Regions from separate parts of the Mus musculus genome. Here region 1 is linked to region 2. A link is a contact called in public Hi-C data. All regions are on one chromosome and are shown on one strand. Each heading gives the region's core, a stretch centred on a gene start, on an enhancer-like site or on the middle of the called end of the contact. The rest is flanking DNA. Distances are from core to core; before and after follow the strand shown.

The links. A called contact is a pair of places that touch in the nucleus more often than the background predicts.
Region 1: a Hi-C map of bone marrow-derived macrophages shows a contact between it and region 2, with 2.0 times the contacts expected there. The contact joins the promoter of Il13ra1 here to the enhancer-like site in region 2. A contact is called at or near these places in 7 of 484 Hi-C or Micro-C datasets (the AML12 cell line, the C2C12 cell line, bone marrow-derived macrophages and 2 more), 3 of 115 datasets of contacts at active chromatin or transcription factors (bone marrow-derived macrophages, embryonic fibroblasts and intestinal villus epithelium) and 2 of 9 other capture datasets (liver and pancreatic islet).

Annotation. Positions count from the first base shown.
Region 1 is chrX:36,109,325-36,114,491 of GRCm38.p6, reverse strand. Il13ra1 (interleukin 13 receptor, alpha 1) reads right to left here and starts at 2,384. Exons shown (of 11, transcript NM_133990.5): 1 at 2,217-2,384. The coding sequence starts at 2,298.
Region 2 is chrX:36,047,543-36,052,177 of GRCm38.p6, reverse strand. All of the region lies in intron 44 of Dock11 (dedicator of cytokinesis 11), which reads right to left. Among named protein-coding and RNA genes, the nearest start is that of Gm32904, 23 kb to the right of the region's middle. Within about 2 kb of position 1,672, at least 12 of the 459 cell types and tissues checked have an H3K27ac peak or open chromatin away from gene starts, as enhancers often do. A contact at or near this core is called in the C2C12 cell line, bone marrow-derived macrophages and intestinal villus epithelium, where this site is marked.

The DNA of each region.
Region 1 (5,167 bases), core at 1,135-3,634, 62 kb before region 2:
CTTAACACAAAAAAAGCACACACCTTCTGCCCACAGTATATATTAGCTTCATGACACAAAGACTTGTGAAAATACAACTTTAAATTCAAAAGACATAAAACACTTAGAAAACTGCTGGAGAGACAGTAGACATGGACATTCTAGCTGTTATTAATGCCACAGTTTAGCTAGTGAGCCAACTTAGTAACCTAATACTTTTTAAATACTCAGCAGGATCAAAACTAGAGAAACACTTAAAATGTTCAGACGGAGCTCTCAACACCCAAACACAGAAACTACAATTAAAACCTTTGCTTAAAACCCATAGAGCACAATCTCTTCATTTCACCCACGAAAAGATTATCACATAGGGAGGGGATAATGACTAACTCTGAGTCTCACATCCAATGTCAGAGCCATAAAACCTTAAATCTCTGAGTAATTAAAGATAGCAAATGGTTTTTACACCATAGCACAAATGCAATATGTCTAATAGGGAAAATAATTTTTGTAGTCTAAGGTAGCGACAAACCATAGCGGGAAAAATAAATTGGGTTTGACAATCTTATTTGGAGGGTTCGTTGTTGTTTCAGGTGTGTGTGTGGGAAGGACCCTGCAGGAGGGAGTGTGTTGGAATGACACTGTGAAAATCAGGACATTAATAAGATCAGTGACCTTAGGTAAGTCTGTGGACTGCAGTTTTCCTATACCTATGAAAACCTGGAATCGTCAACTGAACTGGACACACTTCATAGGCAAAGATTATTCTGTATACTCTATAAAGTCCTAAGTCAACCTTCATAGCCTGGCTCAGAGCAAAACAAACAAGGCAAACACTTGAATAATTATCAGTGTGACTCAGCCCTAGAGCACTTAGCTAGCTTGCATGAAGCCCTTAGGTACCCTCTCCAGGAACCCAGGAAAAAAAGGGCAATTATTAACTGCTGAACTTAAGCATCCCTCAGATGTCACTCAACACTAATTTTTCAGTAAAGTCTTTCCACTCCACTCCGTGCCATTTACAGCTGTAACTCCCTACTCTCATCTTGTTTCTCTCCATAGCACTTTAGTGGTATGTGACATATCTTACCTTAACACAGAAACACACACCCTTTGCCAAGAGTACATGTAACTAGCTTCGTGACTCCAGGACTTGGTCCATTTTTCTCACTATTACATCCTCAGCCCCTAGAAACACCGCCTGTCATAGATACTACATATATTTTGTTGACAGAGCATGGGGATTTCCTAATTAACATTTCAGCTTTCGTTTCAAAACACAGCACACTTGGTAAACATTCGTTAGCAACTCTGTGTGTGTGTGTGTGTGTGTGTGTGTGTGTGTGTTGGAGAGAGAGAGAGAGAGAGAGAGAGAGAGAGAATAAAACCTATTTTAAAAGGCCCCGATTGCCACGCTTGCCAAGCCTAGTCCATGAGGAAATCATTCACCTTCGATTTTCACAGCAACTGCCAAGTTCATTAGTTAAAAATTGTTCACAAACATTAAGGCAATGGTGCAACTTCCTAAACAATGTACAACTTTTCTGTAAATTTAAGATTATCTTCCACGAAATACTGTTTATTAAAGTTGGAAGAGGTCTGTCCGGATGCTGGACAGGCGTTCTCAGCAGATTTCTTAATGCCAGAGGAAGCCTTGACCTCTTGTGTCCTTTTGCTACTAGGACTAAGATCCATCTTTAGACTCCCTTTAACTTCCACTGCTAAAAGCCACACTTCCAAACTGAGCATCTAAGAGGCTCAGGGCAAGGAGCCCTCAGGAAGTTCCAGCTCACCAGGACTTAGTCGCCATCCCAAGGTTCCTCATCCCTTCAAAGGCAAAGCCACTTTGTAAGAGTCATTTGAGCAAAAATCTGTTCCCTTCAGTCCCCTTCCTCTAGACGCCAGCCTTCTTGGCTCTTCCCTAGTGCTCAAGGGAAGTGAGATGGCCAGTCGCCGGGTCTGGCTCCCCCTCTCCCTGCCACAGAGCCTGGGAAATCCCCCCCGCACCCAGGTCCCTCAAATCCAACAGGATCACGGAGACTCAGCATGAAAGGCAAAGGCTGGCGACTTAGCACGGGACATCGAAGGGCCGACCACCTCAGTGCGCGCACCCTGACCAAGGCGATCGAACTCCTGGCGCCCCGCCGGCCCAAGTCCCTGCCAAGCCTCGTCCTTCTCACACACCACCACCACCCCCAACCCCCTGGTGGCTGTCACCAGCCGGGGACCACACTCACCTGTGGCCGCGGCAACTTGGCCCACGGTGGCGGTCCACAGTAGCAGCACCAACAGCTCGCCCAGCAGCGCTGGCCGCGCCATGCAGCCCCTCGCCTCGGAGCGTGGCCCGGCTGGAGCCGCGGCAGTCTCCGCCTCCTCTGTTCTTGCTCCCACTTCCCGGCCGCCGCGCGCTGGAGGCCAGAGCCGGCGCAGACGGGAAGGGCCGCCCCGCCCACGGCCGCAGGTAACCCGAGCGCGCGGGGGCGTCTGGGCGCAGGCAGTGGAAGGGATTGGGCGGGGCCGGCGGCTCTGAGACTCCCACCGAGTGACACCTGGCCTCCCTCCGCGCCACCACCTGTCACAGCTACCTGGGAGTCCTTTGGAAGACCCAAGGCGACTTCCCCTGGAGCTTTGTGGCAGGGCTCCAAAGACTGGCCTCTTCTCACTCCCACTTTGATCAGGATGTGTGGTTGTCCCGAGTGCCAAAGGCTGCACCCTGCTACACACTAGGGCAGGGTCATGTAGGAAAAGAACCTTGGCCTGGGAATCTGGAAACCTGGCATCTAGCCTTAGGTCTCTGAGCCCTTTGTTTCCGAAGTTCTGACTCCTAGAATAGTAATACCAACCTTCTTTATTTCTCTGGATGGACTTGGAAGTGTAGATTGGGGACTTTAGTGGCACCCTGCTTTGTGGAAGGGACAACGGTATATTTGAAAGCTGGTAATAATTGAATTGGGTTTTTAAAGTGACATTCCCGAAACAAGGGATAGTGTCACTATCCTGTGTACCTGTGTTGTTAAAACACACACTCAGCTTAATATAGTTTTAGGTTTCGAGGTACATACTATGGACAGGTATGGTGTTTCATGCCTGAGCACTGTGGCCTAGATTAAACAAGTGCTTAACAATTCTGGGACTGAAGTAGGATTGTCACCAATTACAGGAGAGGTGGGGGGGGGAGGGCGGGAGGGGGGAGAGGGCAGAGATTGAGAGGTTGTAAAGCTTAGTGAGTAAAGATGGAGGAAGAAGAAAACTGAGCCCTGCAAGTTGCCCTCTGACCTCCACGTGGGCACCATGGCATGTGTGTGCACATGCATGCACACCTACATAAGCATAATGAAAAACTGTGAAGACTATGTAAGGAGAAGGTATCGAAGATGTTGAAAGGCTGCACCTTGGAGCCATGAAGCTGGGTGCTGATGAGCATTTCTGAGATTAGGAAAGGAGAGGAACTGAGCAGCTTTGGGGGTTTTGTACTGCTGCTGTGGAAATCGCCCCAATCTGGGTGACTTAAAAAGCTCCATTCTAATACATTTCTGGATATCAGAAGTCTCATTAGGCGAAACCCAAGTGTAGGGAGAGCTACTTTTTGTCATGGAGATTCTAGAACATAAGCCCTTGCTTGAACTTTTCCAGCTGTGAGACACTGCCCACATTCCTTGGTTTGTTGCTGTACCACTAAATCCTCTGTTTCCATGGTCAAAATACATCTCTTTCTCTGACTCTGGCTAACCTATCTCCATTTTCTTTTTATAAAAATCACAATAATAATACACTAGCAAGATTTTGCTGAAAGGACCCTGATATAGCTGTCTCTTGTGAGACTATGCCAGGGCCTAGCAAACACAGAAGTGGATGCTCACAGTCAGCTATTGGATGGGTCACACGGCTCCCAATGAAGGAGCTAGAGAAAATACCCAAGGAGCTAAAGGGATCTGCAACCCCATAGGTGGAACAACATTATGAACTAACCAGTACCCCGGAGCTCTTGTCTCTAGCTGCATATGTATCAAAAGATGGCCTAGTGGGCCATCAGTGGAAAGAGAGGCCCATTGGTCGTGCAAACTTTATATGCCCCAGTACAGGGGAACACCAGGGCCAAAAAGTGGGAGTGGGTGGGTAGGGGAGTGGGGGGGGGGTATGGGGGACTTTTGGGATAGCATTGAAAATGTAATTGAGGAAAATACCTAATAAAAATATTTAAAAATAATCCACACATTTTAAAAGGCTTGATTTGGGGACCAAGGAGATGGTTCCATTGATAAAATGCTTGCCACACAAACACAAGGACCTGAATTTAGATCCCCAGCAGCAACATAAAAAGCCAGGCACAGAAGAGTGAACCTGGGGAAGTAGAGACAGGAATAGCCCTTGTAGCTTCAGGTTCAGGGAGACATTCTCTCTCAGAGAGAGAGAGAGAGAGAGAGAGAGAGAGAGAGAGAGAGAGAGAGAGATTGGGAAAGACACCTGATAATTGAACTCTGACCTCCACATGCACACAGGCAAGCACACACAAATCTATTGTTTAAGCCTTATTTATTCATATCTTCAAAGTCATTTTTTTTTACTATGTAAGGCAATATACTCTCAAGTGTTAGGCATTAGAACATGGATGGGGTTAAAAACACCACTATTTTTGTCACTCTTTTCCTGATAAAGAGCCATGTCTGGGTGGATGGTGACACCCACTGAAATGCATTTTGGTCACATTAAGTCAATAGAGATACCTGAAAGTAGCTATAAAAACGTTATCCATAAAATGGCTCATTATATATTTGATTATATATCTAGTCTCAACCTCACCCAGAGGCCATCAGAATGTTTGGTCTACCTAAACAAAGACTCCACTCTGGAATGAAGGCTCTTGAGTTCAGTAAATATTTGTGAAGTCCACGAGCTATAGAAGACAATCATTAAAGGCAAACTTTGGCTGGAGGTGTCTAGTTCTGTGGTTAAATGTGTGCTTAGCACGCAGGCACTCCGAGTTCTGTCCTCAGCACCAAACAAAAGATTTTTTTTTTTAAGTAGAACTTGACTACAAAGAGCTGAAAACAGTTTCCAGGGTTATCACCAGAACATGTACATAGAACTGTGGGGTGAAAAGAAGTGTACCTTATGAGTGGGAAGGGGCAAAAAAGATTTCTAGGAGGAGGGTTTGTTTGTGGAGTCTTGAGACACTGGTTCTTGCTGC
Region 2 (4,635 bases), core at 423-2,922:
CTAGTATAAAAATTATATTAAAATGCACATCTTTTCTATATTTGCTCTGTCCATATCATCTAGACAAGAGGGTGGACAATTTTTGTTTAACCACCGAAAGACCTTTGGTAATCATCTCTAGTGTTTAAATTTCGCTGAGACTTGGAAAGGGAAGTCAGTTAGTTATTGGAAGAGCCTAGCCCAGGATTTATGACAGACAGGAAGTGAAACAGATGGCAGAGATAAAACACCCTTGGAGAAACTGAGTGTGTCATAGATTTAAAAGTTAGATGAGCCTGTGTCACTGTATGAATTTGGATGTTTGTTTCTCTAGTATTTATAGTTTTTCATCATCATTACTACCACCACTACCATTATAGCAAGAATAATAATAGAAGTTTGTGAGAATTGCATGAACACTTGCTTGGAATAGAGCTTAGTGTAAAAGAAGGACTAAATGAATTATTATTGCTAAGTAAGCCTGTCAATATTTTAAAGTAACTTTCTCAAGATAAAATAAAAGAACTGCTGCCAGCTGGAGTCCTGGGAAGTTACCAGTAAACTGTAGCTGAAAAGAACTTTTACAACTGTGACCAAAATTGTTATTGTGGAGTGAGAATCTAGGTGGAGAAAGTCACATGGTGTCCCAACAGTCTGTGTTTTCTAGGATCTTGTGATTTAGAGGGGAACAAACAGGCACATTTCATATATGGCTGGCATCAAACTTATAACCATCCTCCTGTCTCTGCCTCCCAAGTGCTGAGAATGTGGGTGAGGTATACTCCACCTAGCTTTGACACGGAATCTTGATCTTAATGCTTCATAGTTATTGCTTCTACATTCCCACATGCCATTCTAGAGAAATAAAAATGGCAGCAGTCCAGGAAGGTACAAACAGTTTGAGTCCAAGTGACCCTGTGAAAAGAGTGAGTAGGATTTTGGAGGATGGGATTGCAGTGCCAATACTTAATTAGAAAAATGACTGGCAGTCAGAAGAAGAGTAAGAGGTAAGATCTTGGGGGGTGAGCATTAAAGGGGAAGCTGGAACTAGGAACAAACAAGGGAATGAAGTACTTTGTGAAATTTTAGCTATATGACACTGGATACGAAGACTTGGGAATGAAAACAGCATTACCCTATAAGGAATGAGAAAAAGAGACGCTATAGAGAAGGGAAATCACATATTTTGGGCTTATGGGAGAATCTGAAGCTCCAAAGTTTTGCTGAACGAGGATGTTATGTGGTGGTACAAAAATGCAGAAAACTTGACTCTTGTTTTCCCAGGGGAAAAGTGTTGTGCCCTCTCTCAGGAAAAGAGAAGAATGCCAAAGTCTCTAGAGAGTGAGATCCAGAACATGGCAAGGCTCTCAGACAAAATGAAAAGAAATTCTGACTTGTGTTGTATCTTATATTTGAGGACAAGAAAGAGTAACATAACAAATTCCCCATTATCACTGCTTCCACTGACTTGGGCAAAGGGAAGAGCCTGAGAATCTATCTATAAGCTATCTCTGGTACAAAGATCAGGGACCTGTTGGAAGGTGGGGTGGGGTCAATTGCAGATGCCCTTCCACTTTCATTTTCTTTTCTTTCTTCTTTTTTCTATGGGGAGGGGCAGGAATGGGATCAGATATCACACCATAGCTGGGACTCACTATGTGGTACAGGCTGGCCTCAGAATTCTAACCCTCCCACTCCTGAATACAGGCATGAGTCACCATTCCTGGCTTCCTCTTTTCCCTTTTCCTGGCACTTCAGTGCCCAAAACAAGGGGTTCAAGATTACAACAGTGGTCCTTCACTTAAGGTGACACCCCTAGGGACCAGGAAACTACCTGGCAGAACAAACTTTATTTTTATTAAAAGAAAGTCTAAATGATAGAACATTTGGTTCCAATATGTCAGCTAATTAGCATTCTATTACATCATGATTAAGAATATTTTTATAGTGCATTTCAAGAGAAATGGCTGCGGGGCCAGCTGAGGGTATAACTCAAAATAATGGAGGACTTGTGTACTATGTACATCACCCTGAGTTCCATCCCAGAGCGAGGGAGAGAAGGGTTGGGTGAAATGAGCTGAAAGTACAGTTCTTTGAGATGTCAGAAAACAAATTTTTGGTGCTACATACCAGTCAGGGATTTACAATGTAAATACTCTTTTTTTTTTTTTGTCTTCGGTACTAATGGACAATTAATTGAAAACAATAAGTTCTAGTGTGTCTTGATGATCATTGCTAAATGTAATTTAAAGCATATTTTGCTTGAAGAGTCAAGTCTTTTTTGGATTTTTTAAATACTGCTGGGTTGCAGAGTTCTCACATTAGATAGTGGCTATCCCTGGGCGCCAGGAAACCACCAGATAGAAGAAACTTTGTTTTTATTTTAAAAAGTCTACACGATAGAACATTTGCTTACAATGTGTCAGCTAGGCAGCATCTTATTCCATTTTCATTAAGAATATTTTTATAGTATGCTTAACTGATTTAGCTTAGTTAAGTATCTTGATACTATTCTCATAGTTTAAGCAGATAATTTAAAAAAGCTGTTTTGGATTCCTTTTTTCTTTCAATCATTAAAACTAAGGTGGAAAAACCCCCGAGGATTTCTACTCCTGCTGCCCTTTTAGAATAAGGTTTTCTAGTTTAAGATCGTTGATTTCTACAGGTTCAAAAATAGACAGCAGCCATAAATAAAAATATAAACAGCTCTCAAATTTAACATTTCTTTGTTTAAAATGCAAAACATCATTTTGCCCCTTAGCTCTTTGAGGTTGATGAGAGATAAACTTGAAAGAACCTTAGGAATATCATGAACTACATCAATGACAAGCTTGGGCTACATCCACTTGTTAAGACAGGTCAGATTGCCGATTAAGGTATCTGCCTAATGCTGAAATAACTAGAGCAAGATACACTTTTTCTAAACTTAAGGCCAGGCTAGTGGGGAGAAATCAATCTTGCTCTGAAGGTCTTTATACCCGTGAATAAAACACGATTCTTGGGAAGAATTTCTAACAGAATTACCTGTTTTCAAAATGGAAAGGCTTTATTTTCAATAGGCCTGGAACTCATATTTCAAGTGCCCACTAATTAGAAAGCTGGTGTAACAGGAAGCCAGTTTCTCCGGAAAGCATTTAAAACCAAAGAATGGTGTTTAAGAACCTCATGTGTGTCAATGGATATGGAATGGCCTGTGTGCAACTTTGATTTGTATTTTTAGGGCAACTTGACAAACATATCAGTGTTCTAATTTATAAAGATGAATTGGGTCTTATTTTGATCAATTCTTTCTCCATTAGAACTACTTGTAGGGACTGCCTGGACAGCTTGGTCCAAAAGCACATGCTTATTGTGCCTGTAGCCATTTTATCAATCCCCAGACCCCCTTGCCCCGACTAAGGAGAGAATGAAAACAATATATAGATTTGCTTTCTTTTTGATAAATCATTCTTAATTTTTGTTTAATATCAAGTCTTTGTACTTGTGAGCAAAACAAGATTCTCAGGAAGAATCTCTAATATAATTATGTATTGTCAAAATCTAGAGAGTTAATTCCTAATAATTCTTAATGAGTCTGGGACTATTTCTGGTTCATACTTTGTAGTCCACCCTAACTTGGAATTCATCATGTAGCCCAGGCTCTCTTGGATTTGTGCAGTCCTCCTGCCTTAGCCTTGATGTGCTGGGATTATAGACCCCACAACCCCTAGCTGAGTATAACAATCTGTAAACTTGATTATTCAGAAGCATTTCACTGTCAGTTTAAAATATAAGTAAAATGCTGAAAATGTTGCTCAGGTATGCTTGCTTGATTAGCATTCACAAAGTTCTGGGCTTGATCTCCAACACCGCATGCCCATAGTCCCGGCGGGGCGGGGGGTAGAGGCAGGAATAGCAGAAGTTCAAGGTCACTCTTGGCTATATAGCAAGTCTGAGGTTTGCTTGGACTATATGAAATCTTACCCCTTCTCCCAAACCTAAATGACATGAATGCATAGTTTAATCATTCTAGTCATATTTGGGAAGAATCTCCACAGTGGCCATTATTTTACATGTGAAATGAAAAATACAGACATTCCAGAGATAATAAAATAAGAAAAACATAGGAAAAAAAGGAGCAATATGACTCCTTTAAGTTGCTTTCATTTTGCCCTCATTGTGATAGATAGCAGATGTCTTGATTGCAATCGCCACTACCAATTAACTTTTAAACCTTGCTCAATTGTTTTGCTATTTGAATATTTATAAAATTCAGCAATATTATTTAGGGATGGGGAAGCTTTCAGCCTGATCCCTGAATTAGGAATCTTGAATTAGAAATACAGAAGTGTTGATGTCCTTCAAGGGCCTGATTCCCTTTAACACTCAGGTATCACTGCATAAAAATAGCTCTAGATACCTAGTCCAATGACAGTGGTTGGTGAAGTTAAGGATGAGGAAGGGAAAGAAGCAATCATAAATCTGAAAGAATTATGCAGAGCTTCTCTTGAGCCCTAAGAAGAACTGAATTTGTGGCAGTCATCCAGGGAGATAGACTTGGGAAATAAATACTGGGCAGCAAGCCCAGCCGTGTACTATTTAACTTATTCTTATAACCTCCCACAGAAGCCAAAGCCAAAATGAGCAGTCTAGTCTTCTTTTATAACAATGTCTGTT